Regions from separate parts of the Zea mays genome. Here region 2 is linked to region 1. Evidence: chromatin contacts called from public Hi-C data. All regions are on one chromosome and are shown on one strand. Each heading gives the region's core, a stretch centred on a gene start, on an enhancer-like site or on the middle of the called end of the contact. The rest is flanking DNA. Distances are from core to core; before and after follow the strand shown.

Region 1 (6,405 bases), core at 1,955-4,454:
GATATCCAAAACCCGATGGGCACAGGCATGTATATGAATTTCTATTCACAGGTATAGTCGTGGGTGGATATTATCTGTGACCGTGAATATGGTTGCGGGCGGATATTTGCAATATCCGATCTGAATCCGACTCGTTGCCATCCCTATTCATCGGCATACCATACAATGTTTGGGACTGTGAGTCCCCATTTATTATTAATGTATTAGACATAGATATCTTATTGCTCGTTTCGTATGACAAAAACTAGGAGCAACATATTTTTCAAATGTGTGTGTTAATTTTCTAATTATTCTTTGAACCCCCAATCTGTTGTTTCATTTCATCTTGCTATTGCTTAATAGATTGGATGTCGTTAGATTTATTTACATTTGAGATTGGAAGCGAAGGTAGGAGGGATGCAATCTCGATCTTTCCATGCTTGATAATCTTCTGGTGGTGATCCATTGTGAAGTATGATAAGAATTTCTCTGTCATCTCATCCTCAGCCAACGTGCGTCCTCCCTCATTTGACTCATCAATTCTTCATATAGTTGTTGCTCATCGGCCTACAAGCTTCTGACAGCCGACATAAGAATATTATCTGAGGAGATATTGGTGTGATCTATAGAACCTACCATTTGAGGGCCTAATTTTAGTAGATCTAGACACCTGGTCCTTGACGGAGTCGCTAAAAAGTGTGTTGATGTTAATTCGGGCGCCGGACACCAGAGATAAACCACTGGCGATGCTCTCTGCGGAGGCGCGGATGGTCCGCGGCACAAGGTTCGCGACATAGGCACATGAGTGGCTCCTTCTCTGCGTACGTCCGAACGGTCCACGCCTGGGGTTCGGACGGTCTACGATGGCGCAGAGGGTCGTATTTTTCGCAACAGACCTAGATCTCACCTTCCGGGAGGGAATCCGTCGGGAGGAGAGATTCTAGTGTGTCTTGTGCCGGCTGGCCACCCAAGACGCCTCTAATCAACGTAGAGTCGAAAAGATGTGAAGATTTAAGGTAGAAGAAGGTAAAACTAAGGCATCTCTAGTCTATATAAAAGGATGAAGTCTGGACCTATTAAAAGTCAGTTTCACAATTAATCCTGCAGTAACAAATACATAAAACCTAACTAATTTTGTGCACGCATGAACCGTTCGTATTGGCAACGCGGATCATCCGGACCGCGGACTTTCTGGTGGCATTTTTAGTGCTCAACACCTCCGTATCAACAGTTTACAGGGAGAAGAGATTGTTTTCCTCGATCTATAAATCAAATGCATTCGGCACAGCGCACAACGTTGCAGCATCTACATACATATATTTTTCATCATCATCAGTAGGAAAGTTTTCGAACCACCGGATAAGCGCTCACAGTGTGGTCGTTTCAGAGCAGGTTTGAGATGAGGCGCCGCTTCAGGGTCCTCGAGGTGGACTGATACGAACGGACCACGAGGCCCGCGCCGATGCCGACGCCGAGGCAGATGCCCAGGCTGATGCCGACGCCGACCCTCACGCCGGCGGTGAACCATGACAGCTCGCTGTACTCCTCGCCGTCGTCGGTCCCGTCGGATCTCATGTAGAGGCTGTCGTCGTCGACGTCGTCGTCGTCCCAGTTCGGATCGGGCTTGTAGCACCGGTATCCCGATTCCTGCACGCGACACGCAGCAGCAGTTCAGTCGTTTCAGTTGTTCAGACTTCAGAGTGAACACCGAGAAACTTGTCTGAATTCCACGGCGGAGGAAAAGAACTGAGCGCACAATTTACAACTGATCAGATTGTACCTCTGGGTGATGCGTTTCTTCCACCTGCTCGCGGCACTCCGGGATCGGGTCCATGAACGCCCTCACCTGCCGCCGCCGCCTGAACCGCAGCTGCGTGGCCTTGGTGAACACGACGGGCGTGCCCCGGAACACGCCTGCAACGTACACCTCCACCACCGGCGGCTTCGTGTCCCTCTTCTCCCCGCCGCACCTGAGGAACCCCGAGCCGCGCTGCGTCGCCGCCTGGCACTTCATCGCCCAGCTCTTGGTGCCCTTGCTGTCCACGTCGCACGCCTCCAGGATCCCGACGACGATCCTCTCGTCCTTGCTCTGGACCTCGAACCGCACGCTGCCCGACACCCTGACGGTCGCCGTGCAGACGAAGGTGGCTTCCCCCGATCTCTTGTCGACGCGGTCTCGGCGGAGGCAGAAGGACACGCTGCCGTTGCCCTTGCCCATGCCTGGCTGGTGCTCGGCGCCGCTCACGTCCAGGATGGTGTCAGGGGTGAGCGGGGTGTGGGTGAGGGCGAGAGTATCCAGCATGGACTCGTCGACCTCGCACCTGCTCACCCGCAGGTAGAAGACTCGGAGTGCTAGGCTGGACGACGGCTCCGGCACGGCCATGGCAGCTTCTGGCTCGGGAAGGTCACCCATGTTTCAGAGAGTAAATTTTTGGGGGCTAAATTGTTCACTCACATGACAGAAAGAGTGGACTATATGTTTCATCTCTGAACGATCACGAACTCGGAGATCACAGAGTCTTCGGTCTGTAAAAAAAGAACAGAAGAATCGCTCAGTGGATAGATTGGCAGGGCATATTACAGGCAGTGATCAACGATCGAAGATGCAAGAGCTACTAGAACTGTAAGCTATAGACGCATCCCATGCAGATGCAGTGACAGTTCTATTGCAACATAAGCGGATAACACTGATAATTCACCCACGAAGTGAAACTCTAGCTGCTCTTAGAATTAATAGATTTCTTCGACCCTCCAACATCTAACATAGAACATGAAAGGCGAGGAATATGGATTCAATCTTGTTCTCAATTCTAGTATCGATGCCCCCAATTCCTGATGACCATATGTATATACAGAGACTGATAGAACCGTAAAACTCTGTATCAGGAATTGCATATTTGCATGCACGAACAGGAACAGCTTCTACAAGAACAGCGATGGGGAAACGAATTTTCGATTGCGCGAACATGATAAGAAAACGCAGCAGGGAAGAGAGAAGAGAGGGTGTGCCAGATCTTTACCGGATTGAGCTCCATGCCTGAGAGATGCCTCTCCTCCTTTGGTGTCTCTCCTCGTTCAGTTCTTCAGTTCTGTCGAAGAATTTCTCCACTATATCCTACTACTACTAGGGATCTTTTTTTGGTGGAGGTGAACTGGTGAGGCCCCGTAAATCCCTCAGCTGACACCTCACACAAAGCACACCAGAGTCCAAAACCACCGCTCCATGCATGACAACACGAGCCCCTCTGGCAACCTAGTAGTAGGAAAAAGTATATATAAACATAAATGCCCATGAGGCCGCAGTTCGTTTTCCCACCTATAATAATAACAATAATAATTGCAGCAAATAAATTACCTAGCGCAACTGATTGCCGATTTTAATGTTGATTAATTCACGCTAATGTTAGGGCATGTTAATTGAGACGTTTTTAAAGAGTCTTTAAGATGTTAAGTAAAAACACTCTATACTTATTGTCTGTTAACAGTATTTATGATCCAAAGTCTATTATCTGTCTCTTGTATTTAGAAAATCGTACTAGGGTCTTTAGTCTAGTTCTTCTAATTTTAGAACTTTGGATTAAGTATTGGTGAAATACCAGACAATCCGAAACTTTCTTAACTGATATTCAAAAGAAAAGAATTATAGAAGGATTCATAGAATTAGAAGAACTTTTGCTCATAGACCGAACGATAAAAAGAGAAACTGAAGACACATGTACACAAACTTCCTATATTGTCCAGGCAATTTTATTATTAGCACTTTGGCGGTAGCTAATTAGTAGCTACTCACTCCGACTTCAAATAAATCAATTTGTAGAATCCATATAAATTAAACTATCGTAAATTAACTAAGGCTATATAAAAACATTGATAATATAAATTAAGTATATTGTTAAAAAATATGATGATATAATAAACTTTGATGGTATTTTAACAAATTCAATTAAAGTCTATCTTTTTACTTAGGTAACTATTAAGATATATTTATTTCACGGATAAAAAGAGTAACATATAATATATTGAAAGGGAATTAGGCTTACACCTAATTCCTATATAATTTTGGTGGTTGAATTGCCCAACACAAATCTTTGGACTAACTAGTTTGCCCAAGTGTATAGATTATACAGGTGTAAAAGGTTCACACTCAGCCAATAAAAAGACCAAGTTTTGGATTCAAATATGCCTTAGTACCTTGAACAAAATAAACAGTAGAAATGTTTTTATTCTTGGGCTCTTATTTTTTTAGAGTAATAACTTTTTAAAGAAAAGTAGAAGATACTCTATATTTTAATTAAGATAGAAAAATATACTATTTATTTTTTAAATACAAATATTGTTAACTATGTCTTCAGTATCGAATATTGAATATCTGGACTCAGGATACAAACATACTGAAACAGTTGAACTCTTGTAAATGAATATGAATCATACGGTCAGAAAATATTTAGACTATTTCTACCCCTACTTTTAAGCTTATTCTTTTTCTTAAATAGAAAACAATACTTAGGACCTTTTTGCAATAGAAAAAAAACATTGTTCACATCCAAAATAGATGCACACAAACTATTCTGATACAACAGGTCTAGAAAATGGCTTCTTGATAATTGAAGATCTTCCTTCTTCAAGTGCTTCTTGAATTTCGTCATGAACAAGTCTAACTCGTCCTCAACTTTGAAGCTTGATTCATCTTCACTTGAAGAGACCTCAATCGTCTTCTTGATTGTTGTCTTTAAATGATGCACTTATCTTGTTTGTCTTGTTGGACGAGCAACATGCTTCTAGCTCTCCAAGTTTTCTTCTTTAATCTACTTCAACATCCAAGAACCCACGTCTAAGAATTCTTCCAAGCACATCATGTGTCTGAATTCCTCAAACCTCTGATGGTATATTATCTTGTGTATTTATTTAAATAAGGACTACAGGATCTTGGTGGAATCGAACCACCTTCCGTCCAGGACTGTAACGAACAGTCCAGAGAGAACCTCACCGTGTTGAGACAAGATCCACAGTTAAGAGACATACATGACTAATAGCGTATCTACACTTCGCTGATCAAAATCTAAAACCATTTTTTAAATAATTTAATTCTTATATAAGATAGAATTGTGCTGTCAAATACGAAATCAAATTGCACAAGCAATTTTCTACGCGCCTTGATGAATAGTATCAGTAACAAATGGCTGCTATCAGCGGTATTCAGAAAGCAACAAGACAAGTAAAAATTGTGTTATTAATAATCATATATATACCTTCAGACAGCAAAGTTTCCGATCCATTTAGTGAACTAGAACATGAGGGGCCCGTCGGGCGCCCTATAGTGACCGAAGATAGAAGCTAATGTATAGTAAATTAGACAGTTTATATAATAAGCAGAAACAGAGAGTAGTATGAATTTTAGATCAATGGGACAGTCCAATGCATACGTCATGACTGTTTGTGAACTTGAACTCTAAAGCTTGATATAGAACGAATAATGTTTGGGAGAGGCAACCATTCCCTAACAAAGTAAACAAATGCTAGAGAATATAGGAAATTTGTGTATTGGTTTTTGAACTGAACAGGCTAAGAGTACCAAAAAGGTTGATGAACACAATCCATTTCTTAACAACATGTAAAATATTTTAACAAGTTTATGGTAGCAATACAATATATCGACCAAAAGACGAGTTACTAAAGAAAACTTTGCTTCACCATAATTGACAGTTGTCACAGCACAAAATAGAGAATCATGCTCCACTGCACTCAAACATTCTTGATTCTCATCATAAGTTCAGGTAGCCATCTCCAGTGTTCTGCATTACGGTGGTACATTGGCTTATGAATGCCTTTAAACTGAACTCGCTGCTCCAAATTATAGGTCATTTAATCTTGGTTCTAAGTCATACATCTCTAATTCTAACCAAGTTTTTAGAAAAATATTTCTAACATGTACATCTCCATAAAATGTATTGGCATTTGAAACCTAAAATTTTCAGAACGAATTGGTGGTCAAAACAGCACGCACCAACATTAGGGAGTGGTGGGAAGCCGCGAATGCATACTTCTTAAACACATCTATAAAATTAGGTTCTAAGCCAAAGGAAGTGACACTAATGTTTGTTGGAATCAACATTGGATTATCATAAGTAGTCTATCAGTGCATAGAGAAATTTTAAATGCATCTAATGTGAGAAAGTTGCACACAAGTGGAGGATCAAACCGTTGGCATTAGCAGAAATTGTCTTCCAAACGGTATTGTTGCTGATATGTTAACCAAATTTGTTGAGCACAACATTGCCAAACTTAAATAAATGCAGAACCAATGTAGAGGAAACACGCATTTTAACTGCAGACTGCAGTGGTGCTTACCGCTTGGAGACTACACTGAGGGTTCTTACAGTAAAAAATATCTAGATGTTATATTAGCAGCACAATATGGAGGATAGC
Region 2 (6,405 bases), core at 2,873-5,372, 280 kb before region 1:
TACCTGACTGGGGCTTCCCATACTAATGGAAGCCCAGGGCTCCCATTACCATCACCCTATATATATATATATATATATATATATATATATATATATATATATATATATATATATATATATATATATATATATATATATATATATATATATATATATATATATATATATATATATATATATATGTCCACACATCAACTCTGTTTACTTGGCCTTCCCCCAACTGGTATCAGGTAGTGGTTGATCACTTGATCTGTGCAACAAAGACAGCAATTACTCAGTTAGGGCAGGGATTGCAATTTTTTTTAAAAAAAAAAATTTAACGGGGGCACGTTGTCCACCTTTCATTGATATTGTGCCACAGCACAGCAACATCCGAGCCGGGTGCCCCCCTGTCGCAAACACAAACAGGGATTGCAACTCACAATACCAGGCCATGCAGATGTGCAGCGGATGCATTGCATCCAGCGGCATAGAATAGTTCCTTACTGTTATATGTACCTCTCGACGCTTTAATTGTAAAAAAGAAATGCTTTAAGTAGATCCAATGTCAGGTCCACTTTGCTCCTTTCTTTTGCAGGAGAAGTTTGTTCCCTGTCCGTCTCAAAGTAATCCCACAGCCATAAATCCGAAAAGGATTTGAGGGGTTAGAATCTCTTTCTTATTTAATTTTAAATAATAAGAATATTATAGCCTCTTCCATCCTTCCGATTTTCTGGCGGACAAACTAGTAATTTTTTTATAGAATTTACCGGGTCGACATCGACGGGAGAGCGTTGGAGTAGGGTGCACTCTGTGTTGTGAACAGACACCGCCGCTTTTGGCACTAGAGTTGTGAGTTTGGAGTTGTATATATTCTCTCTCCTTTTACATATTTCTGTCTGCCCGCTAGCTCGCTATGGCGACGTACAGTACTGTTAGCTGGTGGGTTCCCGAGGTTGCAGGCTTGCAGCTGCTCACGACCTCTTCCTGAATTTTTTACAGCGGAAGAAAAAAAAAACGAACCGTCTCCTCGTACCGTCTAATTAATAACACTCTGCTGGTGCCAAAGCTGCATGTGGCAGGCAGAGAGCGAGAGATCAACGTCAAACGTACGTGGAGAGTGGAGTATAGAGATGGCTAAACGGGCCGTCCGGCCCGGTCCGGTGGGCCCGACCCACCAGACACGGTTAGAAAATCAGGCTTCACCGTCTAACCACGTGGGCTCAATTTTCTATCCGAGCCCAGCCTGCAGCGGGCCCGGCCTGTTTAGCACGAAAAAAGCGGGCTATGCGTGCCGGTAAGCACGTTTTAGTGTAAAAAAAAACAGATGTAACGGACTTAGAGTTAAACGGGTCGTGCCGGGCTAGCTCACCGTGTCTAGTTTTCTGTCCGAGCCCGGCCCGCTTATTCGTGCCAGGCCAGCCCAGACCCGCATAAAACCGGACCATACCGAACTCGGACAGGATCCAAATAGCGTGCTTCGTGCCGGGCTCACGGTCCTCGCGCTTATTGGCCTGGAGTACTTGTTCGCTCGTCCGGTTCGCTTTTTTCCACGTGATGTCCACCGAACAAGAGGGGCAAAAGACGTGGAAAGCGCGGTACAACTGTGCAGCTGCCCCACTATCAACTACTGTCTACCGGCTACTGCTATGAGCGGACGTTCACAAATATATTTGACAAATATATAACGATCACCCGTCTTATTCAAAATATTTATTCGACAATATAAAATTTTAAGTACAACACAAAGTACCTTAAATGATAAAACAAATCACAAACAAAATGATAACTCATTATTTTTTAATAGAACTAGTGATTAAAGTTTTCTAAAAAAATCAATGGTGTCATATATTTATGATAGTAGTAATTTCAAAGTATTACCGTTGTATATATTGCTCGTGGGAAAACCAATATCCCTTTCCCTTCTATATTGTGCACCATGTCGGTCACAGAAGCATGGACGACGGCATCGTTCGCCGTGACGACCTCATCGCAGAGGTGTGGAGACGGGCGAGGAGGAGGCGATGGCCAATGATGATGAGATATGAGAGTGACCGCCTGACTGGCAGGGTGCGATGGTTTTCGTGGTCAGCTTTGTCGTGAATTCGGTCAGGAAGCTATCGGATTGAGACCTGCGGTTATCTAATGTAGGTGGGGGCGTGGGCAGGTTAAGTTCGCTGTGGTTTAAAATTAGCTATTCGACTGCTATAACTACACTTTATAGACACAAAAATACAGTAGAAAAGTAGAAATTGTTTCGAAATAAAATAAGCCACAACGAACAGACATATGTTGTTTGAGGATACCGTCATGTCATGCGTTCGTGTAAAGTCTAGGATCAAAGACGTGTGTGAGATAAAACGAGGAAAGCTTGTACTCATACGCATGGGCGCAACTAGATTGTACCTAGCGGATGCAAATGCACCCCCTCAAAAATGCAAACTCTATGGATACAGCTAAAGTTTCACCATATATACACCTTAGAAAAAATTAGTATGCATCCACTAGACTAATTGCACTTTCCTTAATTTTATTCTAGCTTCGCCACTTATCGTAAGGTTGTATTTTACTTGACATTTTTTTCTCGCTTAATCTACGAAAGATGATATAAAGAGCACGTGTGCGAAAAAAGTATAAACAAAGGAAATATAAGCATGTATATACAATCGAGCTCGTGCGCGTGGTGTCAAATTGTCCACGTCGGCGCCGCTGTTCGTGCGTCTTGAGATGGTGCATCCGGCGAGAGCGTCGGACAGAGCCGTTGCTCGGACACAGACAGACAAGCTTCATGGCTTGGTGGTCCATACCCGGTTAGTCGTTGCCGCTGCGGGACCCTGTGAGCGCGTAGTTCCACGGTGGTGGGCGGTGCTGGTCGGCCTTCGCCGAGCTGATGCAGCCGCGGCGGACAGAGCCGACGACAGCGCGCTGCTCGATCGTCGCCGGGCCGTTCCTGTGGACGATGCTGGTGGAGACAAACACCGACGTCATCACGACAATCCTTCGCATGCATGTTGGCCTTGGCCTGACGTACGAGGAGGACTGCGCGTGACGTACGTGCAAAAAGAGAAATAGAAGCGGAATATGACTTTTAGTTGATAAATAGTAACTAAAGAAAGAAATATGCAAGACTGGAATGGTTCAGGAACAGTTATTGTTTCGATGCAAAACAGTTTATTAGTTTTTTATAAAAAAAGTAAACAAAACCTCCGTCAAAACATGTGAACAATAATTCGTGACCCCAAGTAAGTACAGGCATACATCTAGTAAAAAAACTAATATATCAATCCAAATTGCATTCCCGCATTTAGATATAAATTTAACTAACTGTTACTCAATTTTTACAGATCTCGACTATTACTCTTAACAAATATGACAATTGTGTTCTAACAAAAAAAAACGAAAATCGTTTTTGGACGGATCGAGTGAGTGCGTCGATGATGCGGCTGCAGTGCACGTGATGGCGCGGCCCCACCACGCGGCCGCTTCTTTTCTACTCGTGTGACGAAATGTTGACCAGTGATCGTCGCTGGCGGTGCAGGTAGGGGATATACAATAGAAGGGACAGGATAGACTTTTGGATCTTTAATAGACGAAACGTACGTATGGTTGGTTGTACTGTCACGTACACAACTGGGGCTCCGAATTTTTAATTTCCAAATATCACTTCACTCCAGATCTCTGGACCCATCCAGCATTGTATAGAAGAAATGTGGCAACCGGACAGTATTCTTTATTATTATATAGAAATGCGGTACGAAGTCCGACTTTAAGACGTGTCAACCATTGGTGTAGAGTTCGATTGCAAAGTGTACTACAACATATTACAAATTATTAGAAAAAAATCTCTGAGTCTCAAATTATTTATGTGACGGTCCAATAAAGCGTACTTCCCGTGCAGCATACGGCCACGTTGCTCGTAAGCAGAAAATGAAGCCTGCATACAAATTTGTAGGAATTCAGAAAAATCCAGCTAAGCCAAGCCCGCCGGCCAGCGATGCAGACTTGGCGGCGAGCGGAGCGGCCTCAACCTCCTCCTCTCCAGCTCTCCTCCCATATAAAACGCGGAAGAATCTCGAAGAGACGCCTCGTCCCATCGTTCCTCTCTCTCTGCCCCGCCTACGCCTCGCCCCAGACGCATCAAACCGCTCTCCTCTCCCTCCCTGCCCCCCTCGCAACCCTGAAGAAGCCCCCACACGCAAGGCCGCAAACGCGCCGCGCACCGCAAGGTCCCAGGGAGCGACACGAGGCGGCCTCATTGCAGCATGGCTGCTATGGCCGCCGCTGGCGGCGTCGGGCTCCACCTCATTGGCGCTGCCACGGCCACGCTCATCGTGGCGGTCCTTGTTGCGGCCGTGCTGGGGCGCCGCCGCCGGGCCCGGGCCCGGGCCCAGGCGCCTCCGGTGGAAGGGAAACCCGCGCCGGAGGCAGGCTGCGCGGTCGGTGACGGCGCGGGTCCCGACGTCGGGACGGACGTCATCATCGTCGGCGCCGGAGTGGCTGGATCTGCGCTGGCGTACACGCTCGGAAAGGTGGTTTCCCTTGTCTCATCTTTTTTGGCATGGTTCCACTAGATGACTAAAAGTTGAGAGTTTTTATATTGAAAAAAAATCGGCAGTATCGTATTTTAAATTGCGTACTGCTAGCTGGGCGTGAAGAACTTTTTTTTTTGGCATGAATTGCTTGCAGACCCAAGAACAACTTAGGTCCTGTTTTTGCATGCTTTTACTTAGTTATTATTTTATTATTAAAGACATCCAATTTTCTTTCTGACGGTTCTGATCACGGTTGTTCATATGTCTCAGAGGTAGATTCAGAAACAGAAGATATTGTGGTTTTGTTGCAACTACGTTGGTGAATTTTGCATGTTTGCTGTGTCTGTGGAAAGTGAGGTTTCTGTCGGTGTCACTGTTCCTTTTTTGGACATGGAGTTTGTGTGGCTTATGGCAGTTAGGCGCTGCCAAATTTTGTTGTCGTCCAACTGATAATGGAGAATTTTCCCTTCTCCAATTAAGGGTCTGTTTGGAAGTACCCAGTTTATAAGAAACTTATTCATAAAAACTGATGTAGTTCCAAACATTAATTTATATCCTAGTTTGTAGAAACTGGATTCTTAGTTTCTTTAAAAACAAGAAGCTAGCCTTCCCTAGCTAAAACCAGTTTATGAAAATTGAGGTGGTTCCAAACACCATAAACCAGTATTTTTCCTTCATAAAACAGTTTCTAAAAAACTAAGATAAAAATTGGATTCTAAAAAACTAGGTTGCTTCCAAACAGGGCCTAAATCATTTTGCAATACCTGAACACCCTGTAATGAACTAGTCAATTCTTAGCCACAGCCTTTTTGGATGGAGAATGAAAGACAGAGGGGCGAGGAGGGATAAAGCAACAGCCAAGGAAGATTATACGTTTAAGCCTCAAACATCAGTTCTCTTGATCGCGGACACTAAGAACAATTCTGTATAGTAAAATGACTAGGCATGCTTAATATTTTTCAAAGTGCTATGTTGAAATTGTAAGTTTACCTTGAAGAAAATGTTGCTGGAGGACCTTACTAATTTTTTTATGAACGTACATGGCAGTTGATTCAACACTGTACTGATGTGCCCTTTCTCAACATTAATGAATTGACAAACTAGTTTAGGTCAAAGAAAAGAGAATTCTCCAATCAATTCTGCTGACCAAATTAACTGCACATGACTCCAAGCTACTCTGAGAGCGATGTAACATCAAAACGAAAATGTGGCCTTGTCCTGTTACTTGAATTGACTATTTTCCATTTGTTTGCAGATAATATTCACATCAGAAATGGTTATATGTATGATACAAAGCAACCAATAAATATCCTTACCCATATGAAATATTCCTTCCATGGGATTTTTTTATACACTAATCCTTTTGTCAAGTTATGACTTATGAGCAAGAAAGCCCTGGACAGAAATTGTTTTAGCTGGCTACATATGTTTGAGACCATGTTAAACAACCTTTTATCTTGTATACCCAGCTGTCTATAGGAGAGTATACTAGTACTATCCAAACTTCAATAGTAATCCAATTAGGCTTGAAGGCATGCTAAATGATTTATTTTTTTCCAATGCATATTTGCATTTATTGGAGTAAGAACCGAGTTAGTTTCATGTGGATTCTCTCTATTGTATTATATTGTTTCATCTCCTCTATTTATTTTAATCTACTTTGTTTGTTGGGAATGTAGGATGGCCGCCGGGTGCATGTCATCGAGAGGGATCTGACAGAACCTGACAGAATTGTGGGCGAGCTGTTGCAACCTGGAGGTTACTTGAAATTAATTGAGTTAGGCCTCCAAGGTAAATCCCAATTTTAGTTATATTATTCTATTTTCGTGCCATTTCTAAAGTTATTATACCAGTTTTCGTTCAATTCAGATTGTGTGGAAGAAATTGATGCCCA

What was found. Hi-C and Micro-C count contacts between places; a contact is called where the count stands out from the background.
Region 2: a contact with region 1 is called in a Hi-C map of leaf, with 4 times the contacts expected there. The contact joins the promoter of LOC100285558 here to the promoter of LOC100273778 in region 1. A contact is called at or near these places in 2 of 25 Hi-C or Micro-C datasets (bundle sheath and leaf).

Annotation. Positions count from the first base shown.
Region 1 is chr9:150,735,377-150,741,781 of Zm-B73-REFERENCE-NAM-5.0, reverse strand. LOC100273778 (Erythronate-4-phosphate dehydrogenase family protein) reads right to left here and starts at 3,204. Exons shown (of 3, transcript NM_001148181.1): 1 at 3,000-3,204; 2 at 1,760-2,505; 3 at 1,137-1,626. The coding sequence starts at 2,392. The coding sequence ends at 1,363. It also overlaps the pseudogene LOC103640391.
Region 2 is chr9:151,021,257-151,027,661 of Zm-B73-REFERENCE-NAM-5.0, reverse strand. It overlaps LOC100285558, which reads left to right and starts at 4,122. Exons shown (of 8, transcript NM_001372303.1): 1 at 4,122-4,508; 2 at 6,191-6,302; 3 at 6,381-6,405. The coding sequence starts at 4,242.